Regions from separate parts of the Mus musculus genome. Here region 2 is linked to region 1. A link is a contact called in public promoter capture Hi-C data. All regions are on one chromosome and are shown on one strand. The core of a region is the stretch at or near the end of the contact, and the rest is flanking DNA. Distances in the headings are between cores, read along the strand shown.

What was found. Promoter capture Hi-C pulls out the DNA fragments that hold promoters and counts their contacts.
Region 2: a promoter capture Hi-C map of hippocampal neurons shows a contact between it and region 1, with 10 times the contacts expected there. The contact joins the enhancer-like site here to the promoter of Cpeb2 in region 1. A contact is called at or near these places in 2 of 39 promoter capture datasets (cranial neural crest and hippocampal neurons), 1 of 484 Hi-C or Micro-C datasets (cortical neurons) and 6 of 115 datasets of contacts at active chromatin or transcription factors (astrocytes, embryonic forebrain, embryonic midbrain and 3 more).

Annotation. Positions count from the first base shown.
Region 1 is chr5:43,230,612-43,238,003 of GRCm38.p6, reverse strand. Cpeb2 (cytoplasmic polyadenylation element binding protein 2) reads right to left here and starts at 4,751. Exons shown (of 12, transcript NM_001368806.1): 1 at 2,916-4,751; 2 at 416-697. The coding sequence starts at 4,541. It overlaps Gm7854 (predicted gene 7854), which reads left to right and starts at 2,650. Exons shown (of 8, transcript NR_028417.2): 1 at 2,650-3,052.
Region 2 is chr5:41,939,510-41,946,901 of GRCm38.p6, reverse strand. It overlaps the pseudogene Gm20156. Among named protein-coding and RNA genes, the nearest start is that of Mir6414, 52 kb to the right of the region's middle. Within about 2 kb of position 4,536, at least 26 of the 459 cell types and tissues checked have an H3K27ac peak or open chromatin away from gene starts, as enhancers often do. A contact at or near this core is called in cortical neurons, forebrain and hippocampal neurons, where this site is marked.

The sequences.
Region 1 (7,392 bases), core at 3,502-6,001:
CAGCAGTATTAAGAATAATCTAACATGTACACAGCTGACCACAGAAAAACCTATGCACAACTGCAGTTACAATTTTTTTATCTTGGCTATATAATCGGAAAGACAATTTTTGCTTGTCTATTTAGAAATAGACAACAAGCACTTTTAAGGAACTGCCAGTTAAAGGCTTCAATCTGTATGAGAGAAACATAGTTTTTTAAAATGTTTGGAAGCTTATTTCCATTCATTGTGTATTTACAGAGAAATTCTTTGTTTCCTCTGTGTATTTTACCCTCTAATAATTAAATGATATGCTTAAAAATTAGAACATTAATTTTGTTAATCTTCCTATACGGCTACTGATGCCTCCAACCACCCCACTTCCTATTTTGAAAGATAAACATTAGAAATGAGGATATTTACATACCATTCTTACCTGTAAGGGTAAGAGTGTGTTACTATTGTTGTCTGTCCTGAACACATTATCTTCAATCCAAGATTTTGGAGTCAGTGATGGAGTAGAGCGAGTGAATTTCGGTGGTGCTATAACATTACCCGAGAACGGCTTCTTCAGCGGAGATATCTGATTCATAGTCCCTGGGATCCCCATGTTGCCGCTCCTGCGGTGATCTCTGCCGTGCATTGCTCCCCAGGACATGCTCGCAGTGCCCCAACCGCTGTTCTGATGGTTGCTCCAAGGAGACTGTTTCAGAAGAGGCTGAGGAAAATATATCTATTTAAATTACAGCCCTTAGAGAGCGTATAATTTAAGTTTTAGAACCACGAATTTAATGAGACCATAAAGAAAGAAACGCAAAAGCCAATAGAATATTTCTTAAGGGGCTTCCAAAAAGAAATCTTCCCATCTTGCTATTTGAAATCTTGTTTACTTCGAGTTAGGGAAGTTTTCACCCTCCTATCTACTAAAGCAGTGATGTCTTGTGATAGTTACTAAAAATATACTTTGAAGCTGCAGTTAGCTTTGAAAATCCTTAAAGTAACCAATATTCTACTCGTTAAATTAGTATTAGTTAAATGTTCTTAATGACCTCAGCTATGGGAGCAAATTTTTTAGACCTTAGGCTTTCTAAACAGTTTGGGCTACTCTGGGAAAACAAAACAAAACAAAAAACAGTGGTAACATTAAGAATGAATTGAAGATGCCTTTAAGGGACACGTCAATACAGGGTGAAACAAACAAACAAACAAACAAACAAAACAAAAAACCCAACTTCATTTTCCTGAATTGTTAATTTAACTTTTAAGGTATTTTATTCCAGTTTTCTTTTCTTTTTTTCACTTAATTATCCTTGAACTGCTAAGCAATTATCTGATGCTACCCATAGGTGGATCCACTGAGATACACAATAAACAACCACAGGCTTTGCTTATTTTTAGTAATCTTAAGGCAAGTCTCTGTTAAGTTCATTGACATTCAAAAGCAAATTATATTCAAATATAGAGTCGATGACAAGTTAAGTCATCGAAACATGGAAAATTCACAGTACATTTTTTAAAAGGACCTGGGAATTGCTAGTATTTGTACTGTCGATAAACTAAGGCTAAATTTTTCTGGGAATATTTAGACAGTGGAAATATAGATTATGACTTTCTAAAACCCAATAAATATGGTAATCATAAAGTTAAACGTTTCCTTTAAGAAAATTTTAAAACCTTGATAATGGATGCTACTACAGGGTTTTAAATGCTAATTTAATCATGCAAACACAGCCTCCTCCGTCCTCATAGCTGAAAAGCACAGCCCAGGAGCCAAGGCACAATTACCCAGTGCACTAGGGCCTTATTTTGCCTACTAAATGACTCACAGTTCAAAGTTCCTCTCCAGTGACCTAAAATTCCATATGAAAGCCGTGTGACCTCTTACAGTCCAAGGTAAAACCCATTTCTTTTTGTTTATTGGAGCACACTACAGTTAAATACAAATCACGGCAGTATGTCCTGCTAACGTTCTATTTTGACTGTGGGAATTCAAAATTATTTATCAATTTCAATGGCAAACTTGTAGTTAAAAAGAGAAGAGTCCGACACACAAAAGACAGTTGCTCATATAAGCCATGGGAAATTGTGTATTACTTCAAAAGTTGATATTTCCCCATTCTTGGGGCATAAAAGACAATCCAACAAATCTGTTAACTTTTACTTGGGTTAATTTCGATAGACTGTTAACTGTGACGTTGGTTAATTTAATCAGCATCCATTCTTGAAAACTTTGGTCAACAGAAAAGTTATGAGAAGAACCAGTTAAGGTCAAATTTTGGTTCCATGACAATCCCTCATCTTGACATTGGATTTCGAATGATCACCATAATAAATGCTATCCCCACTAAAGGTCAAGGAAACTCTCAACATCAGCGAACTCAACGGCCACCCAAAATCTGCCTTGGGCGGAGTCCGGGTTGGGGGCAATAACAGAAAACATCCTGAGTCAGAAAGGACACAGAGTAGCCAAGCGCCTGCTTGGTGTCATTTCATGATACCGCATACCCCCTGATTCCGGTACACACCCATGTCGAGACATCTAGGAGGAAACACATTAAAACCTAGATTCAAGGGCGCCTTGGGTCTTCAACCCTTCAAGATGTGACCAAACATTAAAAAGAGCAGAAGTCGAGAGCACTCCAGCCCGCGGCCGCCCGCCGCGCGCAGACTGACAGTTCCTCCCAGCTCTGACAGCCCGCGGGTGCGGCTGCAGGTGCCGCCTCGGCTTCATTAGCCCAGCTCAGGACAAACTCCAGAAGGGAACAACCCCAGTTCTGGTCCCCTCGGTCACCCCGGGGAAGGACCCAGCCCTAGCTGCTCACTCTCCGCCCGCCTTCCCGAGAGTGCTGCCCCGACCCCGGGTCCGCCGCCAAGCCGGAGCGCCCGGGGCGTTCGAGGGGGCTTGGCGGCTCCTGTTCCCACCGCGCACGCCTTACCTGGTGGTGGTTGTACGAGTTCCTCTGCTGCAGGAAGGCGGCTGCGGCAGCCTGGTGCTGCTGCTGCAGCTGCGGGCTGACGGGTGACCTCCGGCTCTGCGGCTGCTGCGGCGCCGCCGCCGGCGGCTGCTGTTGAGGTAAATTCATGGCGGGCGGCGCGGGCACCGTGGGAGCAGAGAACGGGCCGCCGAAGCCGCCGCCGCCGCCGCCACCGCCGGCCGGCACGCTGAGCCCCGCGCAGCCGTGCGGCGACACCGGCGAGAAGCTCGGGAAGAAGGCCGGGTTCATGGACGATGGCAGCCCGGGGTAGAAGCCGTTCTCCGAGTCCGGGCTGGGCGGCGGCATGGCGCTCAGAGAGCCGCCCGCGCCGCCGCCGCTGCCCGGGGTGGCAGCCGAGGAGCCCGGGGGCTGTGGTTGCGGCGGCTGCTGGGGCGGCTGCGGCTGCTGGGGTGGCTGCTGCTGGGTCGCCGGCGGAGGCTGGGGCGGCGGCGGCGACGCGGTCTGCACCGACCAGGGGGTGCCGAAGCCGGGCAGCGGTGGGGGAGACGCGGAGCCGCCTCCCCCTCCGGGGGGTCCCCCGCCCCCGCCGCCGCCGGGGTGCGGCAGGTCCGGGCTCTGCAGGCTGCTGAAGGCGCTGGTGCCGAGCGCCGCGCCGGGCAGGAGGGTGCTGGGGCTGTTGAGCAGAGGGTGGTTGGGCGACTCCATGGAGCCCGGCGCGGGGTTCACCGGCGGCGTCGAGGGGGGCAAGCCCGCATTGGGGGGCTCGGCGGCGCTGCCCTCGCCCGCGGCCGGGGTCTGGCGAGGGCTTCCCGCGCCTCCGTGGCGGCGCCGCGGAGCTGCGGGCGGCGAGGGCGGGAGCTGCGGGAGCTGGGGCAGGTCGACCGGGCGCTGCCGCTGGGCGAAGTCCTGCGGCGGGAGGTGCTGCGTGTGCGGGAGGCTGAACGGCTGAGAGCGCTGGGCGAGCGGCGCCGACTGCAGGAGCGGCCCGGGCGGTGGTGGCGGCGTTGGCGGTGTTGGGCTGAAGCGGCCGGGGCAGTGGAGCGGCGGCGGCGGCGGCGGCGGCTTCGCGTCCGGAGGGTGGGGACGGTGTGGCGGGCTCAACTCTTTCCTCTTCTGGCTGCTCAGCTGCTGCTGCTGCCGCTTACTGAAGTCCTGCGGGGAGGAGGTGCGGCAGCAGCAGCAGGAGGAGGCGGAGGAGGAGGAGGGGTGGTGCAGACTCGGTTTGAAGTCCTGGGAGGGGAGGAGGTGGGTCACACCCGCGTTCGTGCCGCCGCCGGGGTGGTGGCTGGGGAGCTGCTCTGCGGCCGCCGCCCCCGAGAGCGGCCTCGTCGGCTGCTGTGTCAGCCCGAGCAGTAGCTCATCCTGCACGGCCTGGGGATGCGCCACGAGCGGGGAGGAAGAGGAAGCTGCGGCTGAGCTGGCCGCGCCGCCGCCCGAGGGGATGGCGAAGGGGGAGGCGGCCTCGGAGAAGCCGGTGACAGGCAACGGCGGCGGCGACAGCGGGCCGAAGGGCGTGGCGGGCGGCCCGGCGGCGAAGGGCCGGTAGGCGCTGCCGCCGGGCGAGGATCGTGGGCTGCCGCTGCGCAGCAGGGCAGTGTGCAGCACCCCGAACCCGAAGTCCCGCATTTATCAGGCCGGCGGCCGCGGCAGGAGACGCACCCCGTCCCCTGCCCCGCCTAGAAAGCCCCGGGAGCCGTGGCGGCGCGGCCGTGGTGGAAGGATGGGGTCAATGGGAAAGGGACACTGTGACTGAGCCGGGGCACCGACTTGGGGCCCCGCCGCCCCTCACGGAGGCCACCGCCGCCTCCCGGAACCGGCTCCGGCACCACCGCCGCTGCCTCGGCCGCCGCCGCCCTCGCCGCTTAAGAACCCCGGAACGTGCGTCAGCAGCCACCTCACAATCGCGCCGCCCCTTGTCGCGCGCCCTGGCACGCGCGAGCGCGCCGCCGCCGCCGCCGCCGGCCTCGCCCCGCCCCGCCCCTCATTAGCGTGCGTTGTGGACCCTGCGAGGCAGCGGGCGCGCGCGGCGCGTCCCTCAGTCCAGGACCTTGAATGGAGCCCAAGGGGGTGAAAAAAAAGCCGGTGGAAGTTGGGGAGACGGCTAATGGGTCTCGAGCACCGTGCGCGTGCGCACGGAGGCGAGCACGCGCGGGCGTTGCGGACGGTTCCTGGGCAACCGCCCCTCCTGTCCCCTGTCGCACGCGCCCCCTCCTCAGGCCCCGCCCTGTCCCAGCCCCTGGGGTCACGTGAAGTGCCGCTGTCCCAGACCTGCTAGCAGGACTAGGGCGCTAAGCTTGCAGGACTCTAGAAGGTCCCATGCTCTGTGGTCGGGTGCGAGCCGCGCGTGCTGTCACCCACCCTTGCCACCGCTGGAAGGCATTTTTTTTTGTTTGTTTTTTAAGAGTAAAACGCGAAACACCGGCGCCTTTTGCAGCAAACATTTCCACTTCAGCAAGGGGAACAAAGTCTGGGAGCCGACAGGGCTCTGCGTGGTTACTCGCGCAGGAGAGCTCTGAGTAGGTTCTGAGACCAGCTCCTCCTGGCCCCGCTGCTGCAAGCCCTGGGTGCGCTGTCACCACAACCCAGGGGTGCCGGACTCCTCCTCTACAAGTTCTTTCTGGCTTCCTTCCCCCGGGAGACTCTCATCGGAACATTTCCGAAGCTTTATTAATTTTCAAGGGAGAAAGATTTCTCACATCAGGGGGGAAAGGAGATTGTGACTCAGCAGCGGACTTGTTGAGGCTTGTAAAGTGGAAGGGGAAAGGCTTTCCATGTAGACAGAGGAGCGCTGGATGGGGACTTAATCCAGTGTAATTCCTCCCCACAGGAACATTTTACACAGAGAAAACCACACTTGACTGTTTAGTCCAATGATAACTGATCCACACGACATAATAAAGAATTGTATGTTCTTAGTTTTTATTTTTAAGTTTTCCTGGTGCTTAGAAAACTGAAATTACTGAATGGATTCCAGAAATACCTACTGAAATCTCAACAGTTTGCAGAAAGTTGATTCAGACTGGACTAATGATGTTGTAACTTACTAGTCTCTTAAGGAAGTTAGGTAGATGTCTTTCTGAAGCCCCTGTCAGTTGAATTTGGTTCCTCATCTTATTTCAAAAGTATGCAAGTCAAATAATCAGTAAAAAGAGAACAGCACTTCAAAAAGAAAATACTTTATAAGATCTATGTGTGATTAATAAGCTAAGTTTCCCAAAAACATATTTTATAAAATTCATTTACTTCAGAAATTAGCATGATAAGCAGAATGTTGTTTAAAAGTTAATCTCAATAGCATATTTAACAAACAAGGTAGATATTGATCTGGAAAAGTGCTTCCTTTAAATTACAATATGTAAAAGGCAGCATACATTAGAATTAAAAGTTATCAATAAGTTATCAGTGTCAGTGAGGTCCATGCCTGTGATCCAAGCATTTGGGGGGATGGGGCAGGAGAATTGCTGATGTCAACAGAAGTTTCATGCCAGTCTGTCTCAACCTTTCCCCAAATGTCCATTTCTAGCTCAAAGATTTAGATAGTATTAATATATTTTACAGGGATAAAGCATACAATAAGGAACTAAGGCCAACGAAGTCTTAAGAACAGATGTAGTTGTGTTTTTTTTTTCTTAAGTAAGAGTGTATTTGATTGGAAAAAAGTTTCAGTAAGCACCCCCTAGCTCAGTCTATGCCCAGGACAGAGAAGGGAGAGCCCTTATTGAAATTCTCCTCAATGCCCTTCTGCACCAGTGTTTGAACACAAACAAGACTGCTTAGTGCTCTAAGTGCAAGGTTTTGTTTCAAAGGACTGACAGCCCTCTTGAACTGGACAAGAGCCATCCCGTTTGTCATTATTCATGAGGTCAAACTTCATTTTCCATGCAACAGATCCTAAATCCTATCTGCCATGTCCTCTACTCACAAGTTCAACACCTCGGAGAGGGTTTTGAAGGCCCCATTTTTCACAGGAGGGGAAGTTCTTTTCTGACTTTTAAAGCTTTGGAGTTGCTGAGCTTCTCATGTGTGAAAATGTCCAGAGAGAAAGGTTTCCTGTAACGTGTAGGTGGGTGCTGGTACTGGAAGTGAAGGGCTTGTAGCCTTACAATAGGTTCCAAACTCAGATTTTAGGAGTCTATATTATGGTCTTGTTTTCATCTGAAAATATGTTTACTCTATGACCATTAATTAAAGGGTTGATTCAGGCTAGACTAAGATTAGATGTTATAAGCACCATCTTCTTAGATATGTAGATAACTCCTTGTTCTCTGTTAGCTAAATATGATTTGTACTTCTTGGTATCTCAGATGTACCTAAGTCAAAATAAGCAGTTCGTTTGTTCCCTCCCACTATCCTGGGCAAGCACTAAAATGTATATTTTTGCTTCCACTTTATATACACCCAAACCCACATATGTTTGTGCAACTAAAAGACATTATTAAGCAATCCTTATTCTTGGAGGGTGCAAAGAATTCTGTTT
Region 2 (7,392 bases), core at 3,287-5,786, 1.3 Mb after region 1:
GATTTATCTCTTCTCTCATGGATCCCTTTGCCTAGGCCAAAGTTGCTCAAAACCTTCCCTTATTCCTCCAGCTTCTTATATACATGGAATCAGCTTCTTCCCCACTTCCCTCCCTCTCCTCTCCCCTTCTCTCCCTCCCCTTTTTCCCCTCCCTATCTCCCTATTTTCTTCTTCGTCCCCCTCTCTTATTCTCTTCTCTTTGGTCTAATTCTTCGAAAAGAATACATCCTTTGCTCCAAGAGAAAACCAACCCTCCTCCCGCTAGCACTGGCTGATGGTCAATTCCCTGGGGGCCTCAGGGTTCCAATGCATATCTCCATGCTCCTGTCTTCCCTGGAGTTCAATTGTTTCCTTCAAGGTAAATTTTATAAAACAGAGATAAGTGCTGCCTAAAATTGATATCAATTCATGAAGATTTCTGGCTCACTGATTCCAATGTCCAGGGAAAACAGTTAACAACTCCTTCCATATCCGCACAGAAATCACCAGCCCTAATAATCCTTCTACAATATAAATACCTCCACATTAGATGCAGGTTTGTACAAAATTAAGTTAATAGCCTAGAAACATTTGTGGGGGGCTATTACATTTCAATAAGAGAGGTTTATCAAGCATCTTCCTGTGTAGAGACAACTAGCATTTATTGCTTCAGGTACTTCACATAACATTTGAATGTTCACAGCTGCTCCCTGAATATTCCCCCATTTCAAAGATGAGAAACTCAGTAAAGAATAACTATTAAGCATCTTAGAGGACCAACGGTAGAGGGCAGGTGTCTGAAATCCACTATGCTTCTCGCTACAGCCCCAGTCTTAACTTCTTTAGAAAGGATTATGACATAGAGCCATTACTTAATCTCATTTTTCATCTTTCCATGAAGATAATATCACTGACATTATAATTAAGGAGACCACATGAACTGCTTCAAAAAAAACCGCTCAGAATAGCATCTGGTATATGGTAACAGCAGACTGGCTTACTGGCAGAGACAGAAAACAGAAACACAAATCTGTAATCATTGTATCTTGGCCTCTTCTTTCTGCAGAAGGAAGTTCTTTGTGTTCAGGACCGAGAGGCCTTGCTTCAAACATTCAGTGGAGATTGATCCCTGACAAGGATAGAGAAATAGTACATAACAGCCTGTACCAGGTGTCTCCTGAAACAACCTCTGATTGTTACAGATTATGAAAAAACTTTTGACACTTGATGATACCTCATTCTATTTTCATGATTTATTTGTTGTTCAGACTTTTAAAAGTTTCTTCCCTTCACTTGGAGCCATGGAAACCCTCACAACAAAGCCCAGCATGGCAATGCTGTGGAACAAAGGCATGCCAATCAAACACACTCTGGATTCCAGAGGAGTCACAGAATGGAAGAAGAAATTCAATCACAGGGACAGAGGCAGGCTTTTTTCTCAAGCGATCTTTCAGTAGATCTGTGAAGCAGAAATTACCTTTTCTACTTCATGTGTCTCCTTGTTCCTTAATGCACACTTGCACTCCAGCCACTACAAGCAGGGCAAGCCCCTAAATAAGTCCTTAACCCGGGTCTGTCTGATTTACACATGCCCAGAACCCTTCTATATAGTCAGCATGTCTGTTGCAGCATGCCCAGCCCCAAGAAGTGCTGGTAACAGGCTCCTCAAGTCCCCTTGTTTCCATGCATGTCTTCATACCCCCATGGTTTTATTTAGTATAAATCAAATCATGACACAATTTGCTTACAAACCTAATGGATTGCAAATGTTCTTTAGATAAGATTTAAATATGGTACTGAGCATCTAGCCCTGCCTATTTCACTGACCTCGCATCCTACTATTAGCCATCACAACAGGCTCTATCTTGGAAGACTTTTATGTTTTGCTATGAAAACATACAGGGTCTTGCTGAGGGTTTTGGACCTTCACAACTACCCCCTCCTCTTGGCAACTCTTTGGTCCTCTTATTTTTAACAAGATAATATTTTCATGTCTAGTGAATTTTCACCGCCTCATATTACATCCTTTATCATAAGACTTTCATAATCTCCCATAATCCAAGATCTTTCTCTTTAAAACATTTCCAACTATCTCATGGTTTTATGTCTCCACATTTACTTCTTGTTTAACCAATCAGCTAGTCTACCCCCATAGTGTTTTTCCTAAAATCTTCCAAACATAGTCACAATGCCTAACATAGACATAGAGTTTAATAACTATTGACCACACAGATAGGTAGGCCCAAAAAAAAGCCAGTTAGCAAGTATGTCCATTCTCCCTTGCTTTGCTAAGGTATCTTGTGATAGTCCCAAATATAGATGTCATCATACAGGATTCAGGAATCACTATTGCTTCAGGAAACTACTTATTCCTTCCGATCTGAGAAATTGACTTTAACCTATCCTCTACAATCCTTCAAGTATTGAGCTTGGGAAAATACAAGAAGATAAACTCTTCCTTTGACAAAATATGCCAGAAAATTTCAACATCAATATGTTTCATAGTCTCATATATTAAAACCCAAGCACTCAATCCAAAAATGTCTGTAGAGAGGAACAGGGACTGGTGTATAGAAAAGAAGCCAGAGAGTGTTGGGTCTCAACATCCTCCAAAGGATGGCTTTAGTGATAACCCAAAGCCAATTCCCTTTGTCTTCTAAGGTATTATGAGATGGTTTCTGGGGTCCCTTCTAAGCTTAAGTTAATATACATTCAAACAAAGACAAATATTTATGCTATATGATTCTGCCATGCAGTGTCAGGGTTCTGGAATCAAGCCTAAGAAAACAGAGACGATGTCTCTACTTTCCAGGAGTTCATGTAAATTTACAGCATGTTCCAATTCTCAGTTTGTTTTATTTAGAGAATTTCTCTATTGTAGAAAGGAATTTCTGGCATTTTCATACCTAGTGAAGGATTCCTAATACTCTACTTCCAGCTTCATACTCTGTTATTTGTCATGAGTGAAAGATACCACACCCTGAATTGCTCCTGCCAACTATTCTGGCAGCCTAGCTTTGAAGCTCCTACTTCCTATCCAAACACCCTAAGTCACATGAAGACTCTGAATAGAGAAGGGAGCTCAGAAGTGCAAGTAAAGCCAGAGTGTATCTGCGAAGACATCCCATGGGTTATAAAATAGCAGAAGATACCTCGTGGAGTGGGATCCAGCAGTTCATTCAACACTTCCTGAGCACTGGGCTTAGGATTTGAAGAAAAATCCCTCTGCATCTCTTGGTGTCCATTTCCTGATTTTTCATTAAGATGCAGTGGCCACAAGAATGCTGACCTCACGGTTTGCAGCCCCACGGAGGGAGGAATGGTGTCAACTGGCCAGATCCCCAGAGCTCCCGGGGACTGGGCCACCAACCAAAGAATACACATGGAGTGACCCATGGTGCTGGCCATATCTGTGGCAGAGGATGGTCTTGTTGGACATCATTGAGAGAAGAGGCCCTTGGGCCTGAGAGTGTTCAATGCCCCATTGTAAAAGAAAGCCAAGGCGGGAAGACGGGAGTGGTAGGTTGGGGAGCACCCTCATAAAGGCAAGGGGTGGAGGAATGGGATAGTGGGTTTATAGAGGGGAGATCTAGAAAGGGAAAAACATTTATAATGTAAATAAAGAAAATATCCAATTTAAAAAAAAATGTTGCCCTCAGACTTGCCATGTACACAGAATGAAACTGACTAAGGGCCTTAACTTCACTGTCTAAACTACATCACCACATTGATATCAGCAGTAGCTCACACCCAAGTAAAGTCTCAGAATGGCGGGGAAATTTACAGAAAACATGGAACCCTCTGACCATCATCTTTAGCCCAAGGATTCACCTCCAGTTTTGCTGAAGCTTTCTTCAAACTGATATCTAAGACCTTTCCCTCCCAAACCTCTTTTTCCCCTACAAATTGAACCTACTTTGTTGTCTGAAGGCTCCCCAGCTTCTACTGTACCTCTCCCATTTCCCAACAACTTAGCTAATCAATCTCCTGCCTTGTAATCTAAACCTCTTGTAACCTTAACCCCTTCTTAAACTAGCACATCAAAGCAATAGCACCTCATTTCCCCTCCTCAAACCCTGTGAAGATGACAGCAATAGAGGTACTGTATAAGCACATGATAATTCAGAAATATGACAAATCCTATAAGGACCCAGTACCTTTCATTTATTTCTCCACAATGATTACTCACTATGAGCAGAGACCTTCCTGAGAAGTATCTGGAGACAGAAAGGAATTTTGCTCTTCTTAAGTAGCCCATAGACTAATGGGGTCTTTCTGGACTCTCCTCACCTTAAGCATAGCGAACAGTACCTTAGATGATAACTTTTGGTATAGAAATGGGGTTTGAGGAACTAGAATAAAAGGAAAGATGAAGGAAATAGGAAGAAAGAAGCTATTACACCAAAGAGCTCCGATTGAAAGATCATGGCTATTCAAGTGTACGTGAGAGTTTTTTAAATTGTGATCAGATGCAAGATGATGCTCCGCTCCTGCCAGAGCCTCACAGTACCAGCACAGCTTGTTAGGATGCAGTGGTTGTAACAGTTCTGCAGAGAAATTCTTCAACTGTTGTCACTATTTTCATAGCCCAGAATATTCAGCCAGCTAACAGACCTCTGGGAGAATATGCTCCGTGTTGTAATTTTCCAAAGCCGACACGATTATAAAACCCAAGCAGATGGAAAGAGGACTGCAGTGGCCGGGAAAAGCTGTTAGCAGTTTCCATTTGAAGACAAAACCATTATTTTTTTAACAGACCACTACTAGAATTTGATGAATCTAGTCCATTTTGCACCCTCTGCTTTGCAGAAAGCCCTGCAGCCCTGCCAGACTTTGCAAACAGTTGCAGGAGGCTATTTTCATACATTTGTTTATATCAAAGCATCGCCTCATAGAGTTTCACATTTAGCTTGCCGTTAATCTCTAAACTGCCATCAATATATAGTTCCCAACCCTGAAGATTGAACTTCAAAATAAATAGTGGTGCAATCATAAGTTATTTAAAATATTACTGTGTACCCTATCACTCTGTGTCAAGAGCCAGTTTGCTTATGGGAGAGCTTGATTTCATAATTACATATTAGAAATCATTTGTAAGGAAAATTGATTGGTTTATTTACAGCAAGGATTTCACCAGAAATAACCCTGTCTCCAGCTGGAGGGGTGAAGTATCAGGTTGAAATTGGTACAAGAACTTGAGGAGCCTGTCACCATCTTGTTTACTTCTTGTCACTGGAAGGAACAACTGCTCAAAGATCAATGAGGGAGGGGGCAAAACTGTCATCTTTGAACATCTGCATGGTTCACAAATCAAATTTTAGGCACCATCATGGGATACTGAAATAAGTGCTCAATGGAAATTTGTGAGTTTCAAGTTCCAGTTGCTAGTCCTTTGTAAGGAGACTGCTCAGCATGGCTAGATACACTGCTCTCTCACTGTGTGGGCATGCTAAAGATGGCAGGTAGTCACAGAGGTGGAGAGAACCACCCACCAGCCTACAAGACTGATGAGTGATCTGCCAAAGACTATCATTTGCTGGTCCCTCATCAGCAGTAACAAAAGCATTTAGACAGTGCCAACACCAACTCCTAGGGCCTGGGCTGAGTCAATTCTCCCTCATGTTTCCTTCGCTGAAACTTTTGGCTACATTTCACTGCTCATGATATCTGACAGCAAGAAAATTCTTCTACAACAAGGTAAGCTCAGTTGTTTTGGGGTATTTTTGGTTTTGGTTGGTTTTTTTGTTTTGTTTTGTTTTGTTTTGTTTTGTTTTTCTGTAGCACCTGTCTGCAGCCTTTGTTTCTAGTTCGGCAGAAGCGTACTATGTCTCTATTACTATTATTATCATTATGAGTAGTATTATTAAGTAATGAACTCATGCCAATTAAAACCTCAAAATATCATCATTCCAAACAAAATGATGATGAAGATACCAACCATGGTAGTAATGGCACCTATCCTTCCAGTTGGACAGGAGTTCTCTGAGAAACAATTATCATATATGGAGGATTGTCACCATGACTTGGCACAAGTATTTATTTATTTCCAATTCCTGTGACTCTTTCTGAACATTTCACTGCTATTATGAGGGCAAAGCATGACAAAAAAATGACAAAACTATAGAAGGTCTTTTAAAGACTAAGTTGTATGATTTTGCAAAGGAGATCTCTTCTTTTCTACTCACTTCCCATCTAGGGTAAAATCTCCTTCAGGCCTTTGCTTCTTCCATGAACCAAATACCTGTGAACTTCCCAGTGAAAGCAACAAAGCTTCATTCACCTCCTAAAAGCCAGTGTCCGTTCTGTATCTATCTCATGGTATGTCTCAATAAATGGTGGTCAAGCTGAGCTAAACTAAACCGTTTTGCTCATTAGCAAATGCCAATTTGTCCTTCAAAATTTCCAAACTCCAAAAACCACCTCCTTTTTCAAGGAATGTGTAGGTGTTTCCCCACACAGTAAATCCATGGGACTGTTATATAAATGAATCCTCTAAGATTTTGTGTGTCAATATACTTTCCTAACTATTAATTCTTGTTTCCAGAAGAGTATGACATGAAATAAGCCAATTGAGTATAGGTTGGGTTTTCTTGAGGCTAGCATGAGCATCTACAGAATTAGTACTTATGGAACACTGGGTGGGTGGGATTGAACCAAGCTGAGAAGAATTGCAGCTTGGATGTCCAGCAAGAGAAATAGATAAAGTACTACCTCTTTAGCTCTAATCTTAATGATCTTACTGATGTCTAGTGATGGATGAGGACAGCATAAACCGTTTCCCCTTTATCACCTGCCAAAACTGAAAATGCTGACAACTCTTCATGCCCTGTTGATTCTTTTCCTTCTTACAAAGGATGAGGTCAGACAAGTTTACTTGCCGTGATTGTATTGATCTCCATTCTTAAGCTGCAATTGGATCTTCCCCTTGCAGGCAAGTTGTCATTGACTTTTACTTGCAGAGACAGATACTGACCCTGGGATGCCATGGAGGAAGCCAAGACTCCGTATTCAATTGTGAACAGCCCAGTGAGCTGGAATTTTTATACCGACAGAGCTAACCTTCATTATCTTGTCAGATGGGGTCTTTTTATGTCACTCCAAAAAGAGTTCTATTCAAATACAGATTCGTGCAGTGGAAACAGAGATATTATACTAATAAAACATCCAAGGCAAATGAAATCTGCATCTTTTCCAAGCTCATCATTGCTATTAGAAATAGCATAAGTAGTGTATCAAAGAACAAAGGCAAGAGTTACTTGGGTGGCCAGATCTGACTAGATAATCATTTGCCTTGGAACAAGAGTACCAGTTTATGGAATTCATTCATAAGCATTATTAATGAATACGAAGGTTAGCTCTATGTTTCTGAGACCACCTTTGCAAACACACACACACACACACATATTTTGTCCT